Regions from separate parts of the Mus musculus genome. Here region 2 is linked to region 1. A link is a contact called in public Hi-C data. All regions are on one chromosome and are shown on one strand. Each heading gives the region's core, a stretch centred on a gene start, on an enhancer-like site or on the middle of the called end of the contact. The rest is flanking DNA. Distances are from core to core; before and after follow the strand shown. Region 1 overlaps Lrguk (leucine-rich repeats and guanylate kinase domain containing). Region 2 has its middle 46 kb from the start of Akr1b3.

Region 1 (6,859 bases), core at 3,857-6,356:
TACCACCAAAACAGAAAGAGAGGGTGAAGAAGGGTGGGAGGGAAGGGAGGGGGAGGGGAAGAATATGAATATATTTTGAATAGTAAAGGGTACATTAAGCCAGATATGCAAACAAGTTCATTCCCCAACCCATCAAAGAGACACTATTGCTACCAGCAGTATATAAGGAATCACTTCTATGTCTCTTCTTTTTCTGGTTTAATTTTTATGGTTAAGCCTTTCCTGTGGTGTTTACACTTATTAAATTACAGATACAACTGTATATATTTAACAGATACAGCATGATACTTTCAAATATATGCACATTTTGTAAGGGCTAAACATAGCTAATTTTCTAAAGTGTATCATCTTTGTGGTAAGAACATTAAAAACCCATTCCCAGCACTTCTCAAGACCACTACTGCTAACTAGTGCTGGTGGCTCTTGTCTATAAATTCTAGCACCTTGGAGGTGGAAGCAGAAGGATCAATGGTTCAAAGCTGACTTTGGCTATATAGCAAGTTTAAGGCTGGCTTAAACTACCTGAGACCTTGTCTCAATATCCACAACTCTACAACCACTACCACCATCACCAAAAGAAAATCCAGTTAACCCCATTTAGTGGTATTAATAGATCTTTGACTTCATCCCTTTGCCTTGCCGCTAACTGAAGCTCTGTATTCTTTTTAGTGGTACCCCTCCCCTCACAAGCCTTCTCCACCAACAGTCATTTTCCTCTGAGTGTAGACAAGAGGAGACATTAGCCTGTGGATATTCTCTTTGCCTCTTCTTGCTTGGACATTTCAAAAGTTCCCGATGCTCCTTTTCTACAGAGAATGCTGCATGGTCATAACAACTTCAGAAAACTACACACACCCGATGACAGTCTGAACCTTTAAAACAATGTAAGTAAGAATCGTCAAGGGTTTAAAATGGTTGAGTTTTTAAAAAAGTCATACTCCAAGAACTATTCCCTGGAAACTTGCTAGAGCAGCATTCCTAAGAGGCCGTTTCATGTAATGTCCTTGAAAAGCCAATGTGAACGGCTAGAGAGACGGCTCAGAGGTTAAGAGCACTGACTGCTCTTCCAGAGGTCTTGAGTTCAATTCTCAGCAACCACATGGTGGCTGGCAACCATCTGTAATGGGATCTGATGCCCTCTTCAATGGGATGTGTCTGACAACTACAGTGTACTCATATCTAAAATAGATAAATCGTAAAAAAACAAAAGTCAATGTGAAGTCTTTGGGCCAACTCTCCAATGTGCCAACTTCCTGAAGCCCCTGAAACCACGCCCTGCCCTGCAGCCTGCAGTCCGCTTCCTGAAATCACGCCCTACATTACCAACCTTGTTATCCTCCAGGTTAATCACTTCCAGGAGGTCATGGTTCTCCAAGCCCTGGAGGCTGCTGATCTGATTGTGGGACAGGTCCAGGTTCTGCAAGGCTTTCAGCTCCTCCAGACCTGTGATGGTCTCAATCATGTTGTTACTCTAGAATGGATAAAATACAGTTTTTTTCATTGAAAGCAATGGCTAAGAAAACTTGTAGTGGCAAATGTTCACATTTGGACATGGTCCCCAATTCACTAAAAGTAAAGCCAAACCAATAAGCTGTTCTTGCCTCACCCCCATTTCCATCATTCGCCTATCTAATTGTCTACATAGATACCCAAGAAGAAAATCCTAGATTTTCTATCTAAAAGGCCAAAAGGTAGTATTTTCATTTAGTATCTTAATATTTTCATCATCAGCATAAACTTTTAAGTCAGTAGGAAAGCCAGGCAACTAACTGATAAAAGCTTTAAAAATGCATGATATAATGATATTAGTGCTTTGACTTTTCAAATTACTTCATTTATTTTTAAGATTATCATATCATTTCCCTTTCCTTTCTTTCCCCCAAACCTTCCCATATGCTCCTCTTTGCTTTTTTTTCAAGTTCATAGACTCCTTTTTCCATTAATTTTTACTACAAACATAGTGCTTGGGAAGGGAATCTCAATCCTTAATCATCAGGGAAATGCAAATCAAAACAACCCTGAGATTCCACCTCACACCAGTCAGAATGGCTAAGATCAAAAATTCAGGTGACAGCAGATGCTGGCGTGGATGTGGAGAAAGAGGAACACTCCTCCATTGTTGGTGGGAGTGCAGGCTTGTACAACCACTCTGGAAATCAGTCTGGTGGTTCCTCAGAAAATTGGACATAGTACTACCGGAGGATCCAGCAATACCTCTCCTGGGCATATATCCAGAAGATGCCCCAACTGGTAAGAAGGACACATGCTCCACTATGTTCATAGCAGCCTTATTTATAATAGCCAGAAGCTGGAAAGAACCCAGATGCCCCTCAACAGAGGAATGGATACAGAAAATGTGGTACATCTACACAATGGAGTACTACTCAGCTATTAAAAAGAATGAATTTATGAAATTCCTAGCCAAATGGATGGACCTGGAGGGCATCATCCTGAGTGAGGTAACACATTCACAAAGGAACTCACACAATATGTACTCACTGATAAGTGGATATTAGCCCAAAACCTAGGATACCCAAGATATAAGATACAATTTCCTAAACACATGAAACTCAAGAAAAATGAAGACTGAAGTGTGGACACTATGCCCCTCCTTAGAAGTGGGAACAAAACACCCTTGGAAGGAGTTACAGAGACAAAGTTTGGAGCTGAGATGAAAGGATGGACCATGTAGAGACTGCCATATCCAGGGATCCACCCCATAATCAGCATCCAAACGCTGACACCATTGCATACACTAGCAAAATTTTATCGAAAGGACCCAGATGTAGCTGTCTCTTGTGAGACTATGCCGGGGCCTAGCAAACACAGAAGTGGATGCTCACAGTCAGCTAATGGATGGATCACAGGGCTCCCAATGGAGGAGCTAGAGAAAGTACCCAAGGAGCTAAAGGGATCTGCAACCCTATAGGTGGAACAACATTATGAACTAACCAGTACCCCGGAGCTCTTGACTCTAGCTGCATATGTATCAAAAGATGGCCTAGTCGGCCATCACTGGAAAAAGAGGCCCATTGGACACGCAAACTTTATATGCCCCAGTACAGGGGAACGCCAGGGCCAAAAAGGGGGAGTGGGTGGGTAGGGGAGTGGGGGTGAGTGGGTATGGGGGACTTTTGGTATAGCATTGGAAATGTAAATGAGCTAAATACCTAATAAAAAATTTAAAAAAAAAAAAGAAAAGATTGGTGAGATGGGTTGCCTGTGGGCATGTCTGAGATGGATTATATAGATTATGTTGATTGAAGTGGAAGCCGCATCCACTGTGGGCACCAGCATTCCCTAGGCAGAGGATCCTAGAGAAGGAGCTAAGTACTCACATACAGGCACCAATTCATTGCTCTCTGCTTCTGTGAATTCTGTGAATCCCATTAGACATGTTTCCTCAATCCCTGCTATGATGGGCTGTGACCCAGAACTGTGAGCTGAGGAAACACTCTTCAGTTGCTTTGTCGAAGCTGTTTATCAGTGCCACTAGGAAAGAAACTCAGACACACACCTGAAACCCGAACATCAGTTCAGCTTGACTGTGGTCTCTAAAGACACGACATGGATCTGCACACTCTTTTAGCATCATCACAGTAAACCAATACTGTAACTCACAGACACCTTGTCCACAGACACAGTCTAAAGTGACATCATCTCAAAGTCGGTGGTGATGGCTGACTCGGTAGAGTCTGGCTATTTCTGCGCTTGCATAGTGCCTCCTCTTTAACCTGCACTAGCCTATAATGACCTCCCTTAACCAAAGGTGTATGACAGAACTGTGTAGTCCTAATTCTAAGATATAACCAAGTCACTTCTGCTTTCAGGTCTGAGCAGCTTGGACACCATGTAAGAATGCCAGTATGGGAAAACACCGAGACTAAATTGGGTGAGAATGTAGTCATCACAGCAGATTCAATAATTCACAGATGAGCATTTCTCCGGCAATGAGAATAGGAGGAAGTTTCCCGTACCCAAACGGCTGTCCACTTCCTCAGTCTCCACACACCCAGGGCAATAGCAGTAATAAGAATAATTTCCATTTTTGAATATTTCCAACATACTCTTCATTACTTGGCTCCTTTGTTTTAAGGAACAGGAAAATGTCATAGTAAAATTTAACCTCTGGTTTGAGTCCAAAGTTGTCATAAAGAATAATTTCAAATTTTTGGTTAGTATTATGTTTTACCTACCCTTTTAAAACATTCAAAACCCTCGGGCCTGATGTGGTGATGCAGAGGCAGGTGGATCTCTTAAGTTCATAATGTCAATTTTTCGGCTAACATTATGTCTTACCTAGCCTTAAAACATTCTAAACTTTCTGGCTGAGTGAGGTGACACAGGGGCATGGGGATCTCTTTAAGTTCAAGGCCAGCCTGGTCTACATAGCAAGTTCCAGAATATCCAGGACTACATAGAGAGACCCTGCCTCAAAAAACAAAAACAAAAACAGAATGAAACAAACAAAAACCATTCAATACTTTCAAGATTGACTTAAGAACTGAAAAATTAAATTAATGTATTCCCTTTAATCTGAATATTTTCACTGGTAAATGTTCCATGGCACATTGAATAGCAAGAGCTCATTTTCAGCCTATTCTTCATAAAATTTCATTTTAATAATGAGCCAGATTTGTGCTCACTGGTAACTCTATAGCCCTTAAAATATCATAATAGAATGTTAATAATCTTTAAAGGTAGGTTATAGCCTACGAGGGTTTATTATACTATTCTTTTTACCTCTATATGCTGGAAAAATGTAATAAAAAGAAAAAAAAACCCATAACCTTATTTGCCAAAGTGAAATCAAATTTTCCTGTTTAAAGTTCAAAAAAGTTATAAAAAGTGAAAAGAGGAGAGTGACCACGCTGAGCTCACCATCATCAATTTAATGTATTGAAATGAGGGCTCAGCCTCCCATTCAAATACTGCCCGCATATCCAATCTATATACAATACACTTTCCCCCAAAGGACTCTGAAGCGTTTTCTATGTGCAAGACAGATGTAATATTCTTCAGTGTCTCTGATGGCTTTCAAAGTGGTAGATGGTCTGAGCAGAGTGAGGCACAGAAAAGTTTAATTAGATAGTCTGTGGTCATAAAAGGGAAGAGACTGAGACAAGTTGAGAAGCACAGAATAGCTGGTTGAAAACCAGCTAGGAAGTGCCTTTGTCTAGCACTGAGAACCCAAAGGCTCACTCCTGGGTGTGGACATGAAGTTTCTGCGCAGTGCTTCCAGCCTCACAAGTGAATAGCAGAAAAAAGAAAAGAAAAAAGAAAGAAAGAAAAAAAACCACCATTGTTAGAGAGAAGCTGTTTTGTTTGAAGTAAATTAAATTAGAAAATATTCCCCATTTACCAGTGTGTCAGGAAGACCCAACTGGCTTTTACTTTGACAGAGTGAAGTTTGCAGTACAGTGTCACTATGTTCTGTGTTCTAATAAGGATGTAGTGGCCACTGGCACGCTGTGAGGTTCCCCTGCCAGCTTTTACAGGTCCCAGAGAGGTAGAAGGGCAAGTGTTTGTAGGTGAACTGCTCTTCTTGCTATGCTGCAAACTAAATTCCTTGCCAATCGCTAAAGCACATTATGTTGTGATTCCATGAGTTAAAAATAAAGTCAAGAAAAACTCCTGAAGCAAACGTATATCATTTTAGGTTATAAATTTTATTCAAATTTGGGAAAAACAATTTTTCAATTCTCAGAATCTCAGTGAAAATAAGTAAGAGCATTTTCTGTGTTTTCTAGTCTATCCTGGGTGCTGGGTGCAGGGACTAGAGCAATCTATCTCATTTGTTGGCAGAAAACAAAAATGGTAAAAAGTGATAGTGTCAGTGGCAGGCGTGTGGTTATTGAAGAGCAGGAAAAAAGGAATGCACTGTTTTAATAATAACTGTCCCCCACCCCCGTAACACTCATGTCTTTCCACTCTACTGCAGGTCGATGGGACTGTCAATACAGACGAGACACATGGAAAAGTCTGCAGTGGAGGCTCACAGCTGCAATCAAGTGCAATCAGGTGGCAGAGGCAAAAAGATCATCACAAGTTCAAGGCCAGCCTGGTCCTCATAGCAAGTTCCAACCAATATGGTAAAATATAACGAGAGAGAGGAGAGGGGAGAGGGGAGAGGGGAGAGGGGAGAGGGGAGAGAAGATAAATTTCTGAGAAATTTCAAAATGGTGAGCAAAATAGCAATATACTAACAACTACTCTTTAGATAGTTGAAATTTTCCAATGTGATTGACTTTATTTTATAACTGAAAGTTTTATATCTAATTTATTAGATTCTCCTTCACTGACATTTTGCTAGCATGTCTTAGCAGGCAGAAAACATAAAATCTCAGGTGAGCTATGAAACCTCTGTATATATGGTAGGAGAATGCCTGCCCTCTGCCCTCACTAAATTTTATGGAGGGCTAGAGGAGTCTTTAGATAGCATTTTGAGCTTTAAGAGGAACCAAGCATCAGTGATCTATGGTTAAGTAAAGAATTTCTACGTGTATGTAAACAATGTGCGCAAGAGGCTGGAGAGATGGCTCAGCAGTTAAGAGCACTAGCCACTTTTCCAGGTTTAATTCCCAGCTCACAACTATGGTAGCTCACAACTGTCTGTAACCCCAGTTTCAGGGGATTCTACATCCTCTTCTTGCTCCCATGGCACTAGGCATGAAAGCAGTACACAGATATTCATGCAGGCAAAACACTCATACGTAAAAAATAAAAAAATAATTTTAAATTTTAAAAAAATGTACACATAACCCAATTCATTAATTCATGTTAAACACTCTCCTGTGAGAGAGACATAACATTACTAAGATGCACGCCATGATGAAATGCTTCCTGCCTACCCTCTGGT
Region 2 (6,748 bases), core at 880-3,379, 210 kb before region 1:
CACTTATGATTATCTTTGTACAATCCTGGGGCTTTCCCCTACTGCATAGCACCCCTTCTTGGAAGTTTGAGTCACCCCAGGGCTCACATCCCCAACTGCGGGCTCCACCCCCCTCTGAACTGCTGTCTCCAGTCTTCACTGACTCAATGAATGGCTCATTTGAATGGCTCCTGCATTTGCCCAGTTGCCCTGGCCAGCACTGGAGCCATGCCCAACTCCTTCTTCACATTCCAAAGCTAACTCACCAGTGAATGAGGACTGGAATATAAAAATAGAATATAAAAATATTTCTAGGATGTGAGCATGTTTACCATCTCTGCTGCCACCAGCCAGACCTTTACCGCTGGTTTTCTTGGAGGACTGAAACAACCAGAGGATCTCTGGTTCCCTGTTTTCCCACACACTAGTCAGACTGACTCTTGGACAATGTAGAACACACACCCTCTCCAGCATCTAAAATGAAACAGAGGTCTCAGTGTGGTCCAGGGACTAGTCAGATGGCCTTTGAAACTTTGCTTCCTAAATGTCTCTGTCTGTCTCTATGTTTCTCCTCCTCTTCCTCCTTGTCACCTCCCCTCCTTCCCTCTGTAGGATCCACATGGTTGCTAGCCTGGAACACAGAAGGGATGCTCTTACTTCAGGCCTTCTGAAGTCTGTTCCCACTGCATGGGGATAAGCTTTCCATCTGAGGCGCCTAGGTCTTATCCTCTACTCTTACGTCAGTGTCAATTTAGATGTCACATCTCATCCCAGGATGAAACCAGCCTTCCCCATATATTCCAGCACTGGGCTCTGCTCTGTTCTCTTCCCAACACATCTCACCACTTGCTTCTGATTCACTGTTTTTCTTATACCTAAGGAGTGTCCATCTCAGTAGAACTTGGGCTCTCTGGATCCAGGAGGTTTCAAGCCTTGTGCTCTCTGTTGGATCTGTGAGGATTCAGCCACACAGCATACTCTTGGAAGCTGTTTATGGGTAAATGGTGGGTAGATGGATGGATGGGTGGGTGGATGGAGGGATGGGTATAGGACATGAACTCATTTATGGATGGGTGGATGGATGGATGGATAGATGGATGGGTATATGTATGGATGGGTGGGTGAATGGATGGATGGATATGGGACATAAGCTTTTTTTCCCCATGGTATACATGGGTTCTGAGGAAATTGAATACTTTTGGAGGAACATAGCTTAGCCACACTTGGCCTCTTCAGCAGCAATGGCAGGCCAGTGCTCATAACCTCATTCCTATTTTCAGATCTTCTGAAAAACACAGACATCTTAGGGCTACCTGGGACATCTGCTCCCTACAGCTGATATCATGTTGCTCTGGAATCTTCTACTGTTATCCCATTCTAGACCTTGTTTCTATCTCTGTCCACTACCCTGAAGAGGCTGATTGGCTTCCCTCTCTTGTTTACAGTGAAGAGGTGGGCTGGGTTCCCTCTCCTGCTCACTGAGGAAGTGGGCTAGCTTCTCTCTCCGGTTACAGCTTTGCACACGTAAGTTTCCTGTTCCTTTTAGTATGCCTCTGTCCCTCAGAGATTTTTGTTCCTTAAACAGAAACTTCCAATAAGAGGGGAGTCTTAGCAAGAAAAGGCAGGAGAGAGGATGGAGAGACCAGAAATAGTGGCATCTGGTTGGCAGTGTCTAACTGTCTCTTGGGATATCTTAGCTCTCCAGCACCAATGGTAAATCCCACCTTACTGTCCCCCAGGGATCCTGATGCTGTTCCCTGGCTCCCTAGTCCTCCAGGTTCCCCTTTTAGATGAAGAATGGCCCATAGGAAGGACATGTCTCCTTCAAGCTTCAGGGGATTGCCACCAAAGGCAGTAGCAATGGCATCCTTTATAAAGTTTTGATTCCCAAATAAACTCATTTGTAAAATATTGAGCTACTCTGGAGACAGATTGTTAGCCTGAAACCCCTTCTCATCCCCCGAACAAGCTGGGAAACCCCGTCTGTCCTCCTTCCCCCAACCCCACATGCATAGAGAAAACTCCAGACTAACAAGCCATCACCCACCCCCATCTCTGTGGTTTTGGCAACCCTCCCAAGAGTGCCAGCCCAGGGGCCCAGTTTTTGAGCATATATGAGCATGACCCCAGCTGCTAGCTGACTCATCATCCCTTCTCATCTAAGGACCATAAAACTCCCCTTCGGTAGCCTAGGCTTGTGACTTCACTCGCCTTCACCTGTGAGATTGGTGAACCCATCGGAGAGTCACTTCCTAATAAACCTGTCTTTATTTACTTTTAATCTGGTCTAATCTGGCCTATATCTGCATCATGGAGGGAGAGAAAATGTCTATCACAAATCTCTTGTCTTTTCATTTGATCAATAAGGAAAAAGAGGGACAGAAACAATAGATGACTTACCCATTGTGGTGGATTGAAAAGGTCCCATAGACATATGTGTTTGAGTGCTTGGCCCATAGGGGTGGCACTATTAGGAAGTAGGGCTTTGTTGGATTAGCTGTGGCCTTGTTGGAGGAAATGTGTCACTATAGGGGCAGGCTTTGAGGTCTCCTATGTTCAAGTACTTCCAGTGTGGCTCCCAGTCCCCTTCTGACACATGTGGATCAAGATGTAAAAGTCTTCGCTCTCCCAGAACCACGTCTGCCTGCATACTGTCATGCTTCCCACCACAATGATAAGACTAAACCTCTGAAACCATAAGCCAGCCCCAATTAAATGTTTCTTTTTTATAAGAGTTGCCTTGGTCATGGTGTCTCTTCACAACAATAAAGTCCTAACTAAGACACCCATGGTCATGGAAATGATAGTTTCAAAGCTAGGAGTTGAGATCTTAACTGCTATCCAGAGGGTCTCTTCTGGACCCCAGGATGCTTCAAGGACTGACTCTCCCACACAAGATGTGCATGCATTCATGCCGCTTAACAAATAATTCCTCAAAACAGTCAAATCTGGAAACGTACCCCATCCACCCAAAATTGTTGCATAAGGGACTGCCACAGTTATTTCAAATTATCACCTCTTCCTATCTAACCCCCACACTTTACAAATTCCAACCCCACACTTCCAAACAGGTACTTAGAGTTTAGGCATCTCTCTAGACACTCTGAAAATCTGTAAAAAGATCCTTATCTTTTTGGAGGAAATTTCACTTTAAAGTTTCAGCTAATGACTTCTCCAGCAGTGGAACAAGTGCACCTTCAAATGTCAGCTCTACACAAGAGAGAAAAGCTCTAAGACCCAGCCTGATCAGAAAATCCTATGTCAAGTGCTACTGGTGCTATGGAGTTTACGTAAGCTCCCAGAATTAGCACCTCCTCCTTCATCTGCACCCCTAAAAAGTGATGATGGGAGCCCCAGATGTGCACAAAACATTGCTTTCTTCTTGGCAGCATGAAAGGGTATGTCACATGACTTTGCTTCCCAAGGCCAGTGATAAATCACACTCCTAGAGAATCTATGTGTCAGTATTCACGGTATTGATATTTTTTGTTTATTAATCCTGTTAGTAATACTCCACCCAGGAGGGGAACGAAAACACATGACAAACAACTATGAAAAGAACTACCTCGTTCAAAGGCCTGCTGCTTCTCTTGGGAGCAGCTTATGCATCACCTGGGTGCACATAGGATGGCTGAGTTGGTGCAGAAGGGAGCACAGCAGAGGCTCCCTCCCCAAGACCCTGGGAGAGCTCAGTTGGAGGACTCTCTTCCTGCAAGGAGAGCTGCAGTCAGACATTATTCTAATCCAGTCCTACCGAATTCAGTACACACACTGAGAACACAATACACTGTTAGAAAACAGACCACAGAAAAAGCAGGCTGTTCAGTTGGCTGGCTGGCATCGAAGGAGCAGCCTGGGAACTAAATGCTGATCTGGATGCAACAGCAACACAGTGAATGTTTCAGCCCTCATTTTAGCTTACTTGCATGGAGCGCAGTAGGCTCAGGATTAACATCAGGCCCGAGTCCCATTGATACATTTCCACCTGCTCGAGGGGATCCATCGAGGATTAGGCTCTCCCAGTGCCTCTTCTGGGAAAGCCTGCTGCAACTGGGCTCCCCTGAACCCTCATCAAATGTGGCCATTTCTCCCTAGTGTTTGTTAGCCCTGTGCCTAGTTTATAGTAACCCACTGGGCGGCTAGCTGTGCACAATCTATGATTTTAGTTTACTTCGTCTTCTTTTTTTTTTTAAACCACCCCCAAACAAGCTGCACTGAAATGGACAGTTTCTGTGTGCCTCTGCTTGGCAGCAGTCTAATACCAATGTCTTAACGCTTGCATCCTAAATTCAGAGATGGGAAATTGTTAGAAAATAGCTGACCTTGAGCGCGGGAATTCTCTGCTTATCACTGTGCTTCATATACCCTTCTTGGATTTTAAGAAATTGTTTATCTCACGTGCTTGTATGAGTTTATGCAAGAGCCCATGGAGGCCAGCCAAGGAGGGCATCAGATACCCTGGAATTTGAGCCATAGACAGTTGTGAGCCACCATATGAGTGTTAGGAACTAACCCCAGATCCTCTGCAATGACAGTAAGCGCTCTTAGCTGCTGAGCCACCACCCAGACCTCCAAAACCTCCAAAGTTTTACAAAGTTGTTTTTCCTTTCAACTGTCATACGCACACAGGTTTGGGTATGTGTGTATAGGTGAAGATGCTCACGGAGGTCAGAGGTGTTGATATTCCTCCGGTACTAAAGTCACAGGAGATATGAGTTGCTGTGAACTCAGATCCTCTGCAAGACCAGCATGCACTCCTACCTGCTGGGCCACCTCTCTGGCCCCCTTCTAGGATTTTGAGACAATGGAAAGGTTAGTGGTTTAAAAAATGAGTAAGGAAAAGGCATAAGTTTCCATAGTTATAGAGACTTTTTTTACCCCTCAAATGAATAATAATTCCAATTATAACTATCCCACAGGACTATTGCGAGGCTCAAATAAGATAATGTGCATATGAAAGCTCTTTGCTGGGAGGGAAGCATGATATGGGTATAAGGTGTTATTATCCCTTTAATCTTTCTAGTCTCATAATGGAGAAAAATTTCCAAAGACAAATTGGGAGCTCATTTCCATCTCTCAGCTGCCTCGCTGCTACATGATGTCCATGACAATGAAATGCTGCAGAGGAGTGTGGCGAGATCCAAACAAACAGCCGCGTGGCTGGTGTAAAAGTGTCATCCCTCCAGCGCCGCTGGGGACAGCAGAATTCTCCTTCAGGCTTCTGGGATACAGCACTGGCTAAGGCACTAATTCACATAAGGCCACAAATAATGTCGTCTGACAAGACCTTCATTTCATATATCCAAACTTTCTGTTCCTCTATAGAGGGCATCCTGCAGGAGTGGCTGTTGTCTGTGAGGGTGGCGAGTGACATCTCCAGAAGTAGATGCCCCCCATCTGCCTGGGCCTTCTTTCTTTGCAACTGACATAGTCACTCTCCAAGAATATTAGTTACTTTCCCATCACTGTGAAGAACGGGAGACGGTTTAGGAAAGAAAGGGTTTATTTTGGCTGGCAGTTTGAGGGTGCAGTCTACCATGGTGCATAAGTCCAACACAATGCCTCATGAATGTACGGTGGTAGGAACGAAGCAGCTGGTCACATTGCACCTGTAGTAATGAAGCAAAGAAAGATAGATGCTGCTGTTTACCTTGCCATCTCCCACTTACTCCAAACCCAGCCTATGAGTGGTACCACCCTCATCTCAGCAACCCACTCTAGAAGCTCCATCACAGACATGCCCAAAGACTTGTCTCCTAAATGATCCCAGATCCTGTCAAATTGGTCATCAATATCAACTACTATACCAACAAGGTACAAAAAGTGATGACCACTCGTGGCTCTCAGTTGAACTTGGGAATTGTCCTCAGCCCAAGATACTCCAAGCCCCATCTTCTCAGATCTCTATGGCTGGTAGTTACAGGGAGGGTGGTCTCAAGGTGGGATGCCTCTGAGGGGCTCCTGAGTTCTCTAGAGGATAAACTGATGCTGTCATACAGCTGCTCAATTTGTGTCACTTTGCATCTGTAGTATCTGTCCTTTCCAGATATTGTCCCTAGAAGCTGTGTTGATCTCTAAGGGGATCAACCTGTGACGCCTTCAAATGATGAATGGTTGCTGGTCTGCAGGGACAGTGACATGCTGAGTCCTCAGACGCTGGGAGGGTCCCATGTTGGTCTGTGTCTCCAAGCCAGATGTTTAGTTATCATCAGCATTTCCCAGTTGCCCCAGGGGTGAAATGAAGAAGTGAGGACTTGACAAATCTGAGGTGGGGCAGTGAGCTCTGGAAGAGGGGAGGAGTACCAGTCAGCAGCATTTGTGACCTTGCCTCCCTCATTCGGAGGATGCATGTCTCAGTCACTGGCAATACGATTCAAAAGCTCTTTACTCTGCAAACCAAGAGGCCCAGACTCACTCTTCAGAGGGAATGTCTTTTGTTACAGAATGGCGGGCCTGTGAACAGAGGTCCTTCCCTCCCATCTAGCTGATGGCTTAGTCCTGGAGTTTGTGTTCACGTATGCCAACTCTCTCGGGTATGGCTGGATGAGTTCTTTCTTTCTTATACTCTGTGCATGAAAAGTCGCACTCTGAAACTGTAAGAATGCCCCAATTAAGTGGAATTTTTTTATATGAATTGCCATGGTTATAGTGTCTCTTCACAGCAATAAAACCCTAATGAAGACACAGTTCAACAAATCTAAGAAGGGGGCTGAAGAGATGGCTCAGTGGTTAAGAGCACTGACTGCTCTGCTAGAGGTCCAGAGTTCAA

What was found. A called contact is a pair of places that touch in the nucleus more often than the background predicts.
Region 2: a contact with region 1 is called in a Hi-C map of the HPC-7 cell line, with 2.2 times the contacts expected there. The contact joins two enhancer-like sites. A contact is called at or near these places in 1 of 39 promoter capture datasets (the 3T3-L1 cell line), 1 of 15 datasets of contacts at CTCF or cohesin (embryonic stem cells), 24 of 484 Hi-C or Micro-C datasets (B cells, the Ba/F3 cell line, the C10 cell line and 12 more), 2 of 115 datasets of contacts at active chromatin or transcription factors (the NIH/3T3 cell line and embryonic stem cells) and 1 of 9 other capture datasets (embryonic stem cells).

The regions. Positions count from the first base shown.
Region 1 is chr6:34,056,963-34,063,821 of GRCm38.p6, reverse strand. It overlaps Lrguk (leucine-rich repeats and guanylate kinase domain containing), which reads right to left. Exons shown (of 20, transcript NM_028886.1): 7 at 1,328-1,471. Among named protein-coding and RNA genes, the nearest start is that of Gm38786, 31 kb to the right of the region's middle. Within about 2 kb of position 5,106, at least 4 of the 459 cell types and tissues checked have an H3K27ac peak or open chromatin away from gene starts, as enhancers often do. A contact at or near this core is called in the HPC-7 cell line, where this site is marked.
Region 2 is chr6:34,267,997-34,274,744 of GRCm38.p6, reverse strand. No RefSeq gene overlaps it. Among named protein-coding and RNA genes, the nearest start is that of Akr1b3, 46 kb to the left of the region's middle. Within about 2 kb of position 2,129, at least 27 of the 459 cell types and tissues checked have an H3K27ac peak or open chromatin away from gene starts, as enhancers often do. A contact at or near this core is called in the HPC-7 cell line, where this site is marked.